Linked DNA regions of Hordeum vulgare: region 2 is linked to region 1. The links are chromatin contacts, called in public Hi-C maps. All regions are on one chromosome and are shown on one strand. Each heading gives the region's core, a stretch centred on a gene start, on an enhancer-like site or on the middle of the called end of the contact. The rest is flanking DNA. Distances are from core to core; before and after follow the strand shown. Region 1 holds the start of LOC123444435. Region 2 holds the start of LOC123444436 (callose synthase 11-like).

Region 1 (3,740 bases), core at 383-2,882:
TCTTCTCTTAAATTTATTCACAAGTTGAAGCAATTTTTACATTTTCAAAAATCTTGGTAACTCAAAGATTTTTTCTGAATCTCAAGATTTTTTTCAGAAAACATACAATAATAATCCGATGCATCCAACACTTAATTCTTCAAAATTCACACAGGTATATTGTCACATAGACTTACAAGCATTAATGTTTAACTACATACATTACATCTTTCGTGAACAATTTTATAAATATGGAAACAATTTTAAAATCGAAAATACTTTTTACAATTTACAAACATTTACTAAAAATCGTGAATATTTTTTATATTTCGAACGGGTTTAAATATTTTATTTTGAATTGGCGACCAATTCAAGAAAAGACGAACATAATTTTTGGTGTTGGAGGATTTTATTTAAATTCACAAACATTTTTTGAAACGCATGAAATTTTCTGAATAAACAAACTTTTTTATAAATCAGTAATATATTTATTAAATTCATGGACATTGTTTTGGAATTTGAAAAAAAATCCGGCACTTTTTTGAATCCTATTTTTAATTCAAAATAAAAATTCGTCAGCATTTTAATTCAAAATTCCTATTTTTTAGTATGCAATAGTTTTTGTAATTCTAAATTATTTAAATTATAAATAAACAAAAATGGAACGGAAAATTTTAAATAAAAAACGAAACTATCAAAACAGGCATTAGCTATTTCTAAAATATTAGGATATTTTTTAAATGCATTAACATATTTTGAATTAGAAAGCATTTTGTTAAATGCCTTTAATAATTTTTAATACATGGAATTGTATTTGAGATCATGGACTTTTCTTATTGTACAAATAGTTTTCTAAAATTGCAAACATTTTATTGTATATGCGAGTATTTTTTAGAAAACTCCGAGCAGTTTTTGAAGTCACAGACATTTTAATTTTTGAAATGTGTTGACTTATAATTTTCAGTTTATTAAAATTTTAAAGATTATTTGAAGTTCTAAATTATTTAAAATAAAAAATAGAACGGAACTAAAAATAGATAAATAAATAGAACTAAAAGCAGACGCGTGTGCATGGGCTGGCTCATACGATGTGTTGGATATTCTCCCAGCGTGCAGAGCGTAATATAGGACATTTTTACATGGGCCGGCCCATGTCAAGATTTTTTGCTTTATGAAACGTTTTCTATTACTTACCGATGGCATGATGAGTAATTTATGCAAATTTTAAGGGTAATTTTTAAGACGGTCGATCAGAAACCGTATTTGCTTTATTATTCGGAAGAGATGAATCGATAGTTTCTAGGGGAAAAGAAGACATCTCTCGTTTTTCTTCTACCGAAAATCGTGCACACAACTGGAAAAAAAACATGGTGCACATTTTATGCTCGAAGAAAAACCATACGAAACGCACTGGAGCCAAACGTCTTGTCAGTTGTCACTGAGAAAAAAGCGGCTAGTAGCAACGTAGGCAATCACGACAAGCAGGCTATATTCCCCACTGACGGACGGACTGCTGTGGCTTTTTCAGTTTTCCACCTTTTTGGATGGAAAAAAGGAGAAACGGATAAGTACCATTTGACTATCTTGCCACGCTATTCGCCCTGCCCCTCATCATAATGGTACAAGTAACGCCTAGTTTAACGACTCCTCCGCATCGTTAGTGGCCTCCTCGATCGCAGGCTGAGACTCGCGCAACCTTCTCCCGTCCCATATTAAACTCGCCCCATCCCATCTAGGGTTTGGCCCTCCCAAGACAACAAGACCCCCCAACCCCCCTGTATCCCTCTCCCAACTCTTATCTGTATCCCTCTCCATGGCCACGGCGGCGGCGGCGGCGAAGCGGAAGCCGGTGTTCGTCAAGGTGGACCAGCTCAAGCCCGTCACCAGCGGCCACACGCTCGTCGCTAAGGTGCTCAGCTCCAAGACCGTCCTCCAGAAGGCCCGCGCCACTGGCGGCCCCGGCCCAGCGGCCAAGCCCACCAGGATCGCCGAGTGCCTCATCGGCGACGAGACCGGCTGCGTCCTCTTCACCGCCCGCAACGACCAGGGTACGATCTGCTCTCCCGCTTCTCTGTCGTACTCTAATATCTTTTTTTGTGTGTGTGGCGTCATGCGCGAGTACTCGTCACCGATACATTGACTTTGACATGAGATTCTCGCGCTCTGCATACAACCTGGATTCGCACATGAAAGTACCGTATTGTGCTTTTTTAATCAGTTATATTCATACTACTTATAATGGAGGATTGTGTATGCGGCAGAACACATAAAGTGTATTATGGTCTTAACAATCAGATTGTGAAAAACTGAAGATCTATATCAAAACAAATACAGAATACATCCAAGTGGCAACTGAACTTTGAAATTGTAGATGTCTTGTAAAAAGTGTACTCCATCATGCACTACTCTGTATATTTGTGCAAGTCTGGTTGGCTGTTTTTTTGTTAAATTCCATCGTGCTACTCCCTCTCTCTCTCTATATATATATATGAATATATCTTATCGAAAGCCCTTTGTGCACTGGAGTTCACCTAGGCCCATTTGCCAATCAATTGGTATGGGTCTCATTAGCTTTGAGATTGGTTGATTGTTGTTACTCCCTCCGTCCGAAAATACTTGTCCGGGAGATGGATGTATCTAGGTGTATTTTAGTTCTAGATAAATTCATTTATATTCAAGTTTTGAGGCAAGTAATTCTAGATGGAGGGATTACATTATATGGTTATAAGGTAGATGATGGTTCAAAAGAGTGTAAAATCGATTCACACTATGCTTTAATCATATTGATTTTGTATTATCTGCATCATGTTTTCCTGCTTATTACTCTGTATATTGTTACTTATGGCAACAAGCGTTGATGCATTATGCATAATTAAATGATCATATGACAAATCTACTTTGTATGCTTAGGAACAAGAAAAATTAAATCCTTACATAATATATTCCTTTAAAGCTTTACTGAAATTTGTTGATCCTTAACTCATTTGCTCGGGCACAAATGCTCTATCATAAATGCATGATTACGTGGTTGGTTTGATATACATTTGTTACTTGGGCGATATAACAATCATATACCTTTTCACAGTTGATGTGTTGAAGCCTGGCAACACTGTCATTATCCGCAATGCAAAGATTGATATGTTCAAAGGGTCAATGAGGCTTGCTGTTGACAAATGGGGCCGTGTTGAAGTAACTGAACCAGCAAGCTTTGGTGTAAAGGAGGACAATAATCTTTCACTTGTGGAGTATGAACTTGTCAATGTTGAAGAGTGAAAATCACATCGACCTTGCTGTCAATCAGAAGAAGTGCTTTCCAAAGCCTGTTGGTCAAATCTACCTGTTGAGTTGTCTAGAATGTGAAAGATGGATCTTCTGAGTTCATATTGGAATTGTTCGCTCGAACTACTGCAAGTTCCTTCTTATCAAGCATTTCTATCTATGAGTGATTGTTAGTTGCTGCAGCAGTTGTGTTTCTGAGAACAATTGTGATGCTGAGCAGTAATATACAATTTGATCTCCTAAATGGATTATGCACCATCCAGTTTGCATTAAATTTTATTTTAAACACTGTCAAGAACATATTGATGTTGTGCGGTGATCAAAACCGTACTTGTATTTGCAGCCCCAAATAATTACGTGAATTTGAAACCACACATTTTTCTACTAACTAGCAAAGTGCCTGTGCCTTGCAAGTTGCAACAGATCCAAAAAATACAGTTCTTTTGGTACCATTTTTGGACTCGGCTTAAGCAACTTATTCT
Region 2 (3,740 bases), core at 904-3,403, 670 kb before region 1:
GTTAGCCAGTGCATTTTTATGCTTCAGTTTTCACATGTGCATCGTGTTACTGCTTATGTATGTGACAGATCTTGAGTGTTAATCTGTTAAGAAATTCCTAACGGTGCTAAAATTTGAAACGGTGCAGGTGCACAGGTCTATTCAAATCCTTCGAGACAAGCAAGAGTTAGCAGATACTCAGAAGGAGCTAGCCAAGTTTCAACTTACACACGATGAATCTAAAAAGAAAGAAGATGTGCCGGCACCTTCTTTCCCTGAGCCAAACAAGCCTGAAGAAAAGCGAGATGCAGCAAGTCAGCAGCTGGCACTTGCTTTGCCTCATCAGGTGAACTCATCGGCACTTGTACCTAGAGCTTCTGGACCAGTCCAACAGTACAATGATCAACCTGTGCAGCAGACAGCCCCTAGCTCTCTTGTACCACAGCAGGACCGTTATGCCGTTAGCCAAGCCATTGTTTACTACCCACAACACCAAGCTCCAGGTAACCAGGACACACAGGGTCAGCAAGTACAACAAGAGGTGCAGTACCTGCCAGTAAGGCCTCAAGCTCAAGATGTCCATGCTCCATCCCAGCCTCAGTCAGCAAATCAATCCCAGCCCCAGTCTTACACTCCTTACCAGCAGCAGTGGCAGCAGCAGCAACCCTCTCGTTCATCTCCTGCACCAGTGGCTCAGCAACAGCAGCCTTTCTCCCAGCCATTTCCTCCACCAGTGCAGCAGCCGCAACTATCTAATGCTCATCAGTTTCCAACACAACCAGCACAGCAGTCCCAGCTGCCTAATGTTCAGCAGTTTCCGACACAACCAGGGCAGCAGTCCCAGTTGTCTAATGCTCAACAGTTTCCTCCACAACAGCTGCAACCACAGCAATCTAACCCTCATCTTCCTCAGACAGCGCAACCACAACATCCTCATGCGCAAACTCAGATGAGACCCCAGACTCCACCAAACTACTCTGGTGGCTACCCACCCCACCAGCCATTGAACCCTTCCCCTGAAACAATGCCTGGCAGCGCCGCTATGCAAGGACCATACAACACCGTTCCTCCATCAGGTGGGACTCATTCTGAAGTGCAATATTCATACGGGGGACCTGGCATCCCGTCTCAGCCACCACCGCAGCACAGCATGCAAAGGCAGCAGCTACCTCCTCCAGGCCAGGGCTCTTTCGGGCCGGCTCCAAGTAAGGGGGCCTATCCTCCGCAGTATGCGCCACAAGGGCATCCGCAAGGTTACAACAACACACCGTATGGCGGCTATCCGCCGAGTGGTCCTTCTGCAGCCCAGGCACCACAGATGCCTCCAGGCGGTGGTGGTGTGAGCCATCCAGGGCCATCTCATCACCACATGATGCGGGGCCATCCATACGGGGATATGATCGAGAAGGCAATCACCATGGGGTACCCAAGGGACCAGGTGCTGAATGTGATCCAGAGGATGACCGAGAGCGGGCAGCAGATAGATTTCAATGCGTTGCTCGACAGGCTGAACGAGTCTGGGTCCGGAGCACCCCCTCGGGCGTGGTGATTTCCTCCAGGTCGCGAGGCAGGCCTGGTTCGCTGGAAGTGGAAGCCGTGTGCCACAGGGTGGTGTCGTTGTTATCCAAATCTAAATAAATAAGATCTGATGTGATGCGTCTACTGATTGTCCGTACAATGTACATATAAACATTACAGTATTTAGCTTGAATTTCATGTGCCTCCTGGCCCCTGCACGTGCACTGCACAGCCAACTCGTGTTTGCAACTGGACTTTCTAAAGCAAATTATTTGCAGCTATCTTGTCATTATGTGGCGTGTGCAATGTCAGGTCATGTTTGCTAGGTTTGAATTTTGTCTACAGTACTGTTTTGTCCACCATGTTGATGTGTTCAGTGTTGTCCTAATCTTACCCTAGTGTGCAATTGTACTCCAGTCTCCAGTGAATGGTACGCTCTTCCAGCTGGAGCCGCACCTTTTTCGTGCATGTATTTTTTTTACTACTTCCCAATATTGCCCAGCCTACGAAAATCACGAGAATATCTGGGAGCCTAACTTTCTATCCAGCTCGGAAACATATTTTTTATCTAAATATTTGTTGTTAGAAAGAACTAATGTAAATTTTTTAGCTACAAGTATTATGCTATAGAGGGAGTAGATTGGAGAGGCAGAAGAGAATTGATGAGACAGATGGGACTTGTGCAGCGACCGTTTAGGAGAGAATAACCAAGCTCCCGAGTGACGGCCCGGCCCCATCCAAGAGCATCTCCTCTCCTCTCCCCCGCGGCGGACGACAAGGGGAGAAACGTCTCAAATGCGCTAGCGGCAGCCGATTCGTGAGAAGCCGAGGCACAACAACGGCAGCGGGAAGGGAGATCGAGGAGCAACAAACGCCTGCTCCCGCTCCAGCTCGAAAAGGGGTAATGAATCCATCTCGATTGCTCCGGCGATTCCTCCTCCTCCTTCCTCCATGGCCGCGTTCATAAATTCCTCCCCAATCCCACCTATACGGGCATATTCGTTCCTCAGCTTTCTCCCTCTCATCAGCTGTGAAGAAGAAGAAGAGGAAGATTGAGCCGCAGCGCCGGAAGCCAAGGGTCTCGACGGAGACGGAGACGGCGGGCGGCCGCCCCTCGCCGCCGCTCGATCGATCAGGTGACACTTCCAAATCCTCCCCCCCGCGAGCACCTCGGTGCCAGAATTCACTCCCCCCCGTAGGCCGCCGTTAGCAGTCAGCAGTCGCGGCGGTTTTCCCAAGCTCGAACGGGTCGCGCCGTCGCCCGAGCCGAGCGGGGCGGACCAGGGGTGGGGGGCGCTCAGTCAGTGGCAGTCCCGTAGTTTTCTCCCGCTGATGCCGTTGCCGCTCGCCTCGCCTCGCCTCGCCTCGTGGGCCTCACCAGGCGGCGACTGACGAGTTTATCCCCTGGAACTGGAAATATCGCCCATAGCCTCTTGCTGGTCACCGGGGCCCACGTCTCAGCGTCGTTCAGGAGCTAGCCCGTATCGCGCTGATGTGGTGGCACATGGCCGCCTCTGATGGGACTGAGACGTGGCGGGTCCGCCCACGAGGGGCGCGCGCGGGGGGCCCGCTTGCCATTCTTGTTGATGCGGCTGCGTGCGTCCCCTCGCGGCGTGCGTTGCATCTTTTTGCCATGGCGTCAAGCCACGGAGAGGACGCAAGCAAAGCAACACCGTGGGGCTGGTGTCACTCACCAGCAGTAACGTCTACTACTAGTTTAGAGGCCACGGGTTCAAATTTACAGCACACCGTAGGGTGGGGTTTTGTCCTAGTTCATCTTTAGCGATCTTCTCATTTTTTATTTTCCAACATTTTTTTTTTGATCTATTCATCATCTCTAGAAGGAAATGCTAGAAATAATAGAAAACACATCCAGGGTAGCAGATCACCCGGCGACGGCTACGAGCACCTTTAGCCGTTGGGTGTTTGTGCAGAAAGAGGCAGCGAACGAGATCTAGTTTTTTTTCCCCTTTCATCACTAGAAATAACAAAAAAAGAAGACGTGCTTTCAGCCCAGGATTTACGAAAGGCAAATTGGAGCCCCTTTTCGCTTTGACGGGAATGTGGGGAGGTCTCACTGGTAGCTCGCTAGTGCGGCGCAACACAAACAGCGACGGGTGAAAGCAAAACAGAAAGCGTGTTAGTAGAGGCTTTAAACACAAGGAGCTAGCAAAAAATCATGCCCCAAAAAACAAGTGTCACGGCGACGACAGGTTCACCCCAAAAGCAGCTGCTGGCCATCG

The links. A called contact is a pair of places that touch in the nucleus more often than the background predicts.
Region 2: a contact with region 1 is called in a Hi-C map of leaf, with 2.7 times the contacts expected there. The contact joins the promoter of LOC123444436 here to the promoter of LOC123444435 in region 1. A contact is called at or near these places in 2 of 6 Hi-C or Micro-C datasets (leaf and seedling) and 1 of 1 datasets of contacts at active chromatin or transcription factors (embryo).

What each region holds. Positions count from the first base shown.
Region 1 is chr3H:489,292,693-489,296,432 of MorexV3_pseudomolecules_assembly, reverse strand. LOC123444435 reads left to right here and starts at 1,632. Exons shown (of 2, transcript XM_045121143.1): 1 at 1,632-2,027; 2 at 3,065-3,502. The coding sequence starts at 1,793. The coding sequence ends at 3,252.
Region 2 is chr3H:489,961,514-489,965,253 of MorexV3_pseudomolecules_assembly, reverse strand. It overlaps LOC123444436 (callose synthase 11-like), which reads left to right and starts at 2,153. Exons shown (of 4, transcript XM_045121144.1): 1 at 2,153-2,398; 2 at 2,526-2,633. LOC123444437 (protein enabled) reads left to right here. Exons shown (of 3, transcript XM_045121145.1): 3 at 128-1,789. The coding sequence ends at 1,528.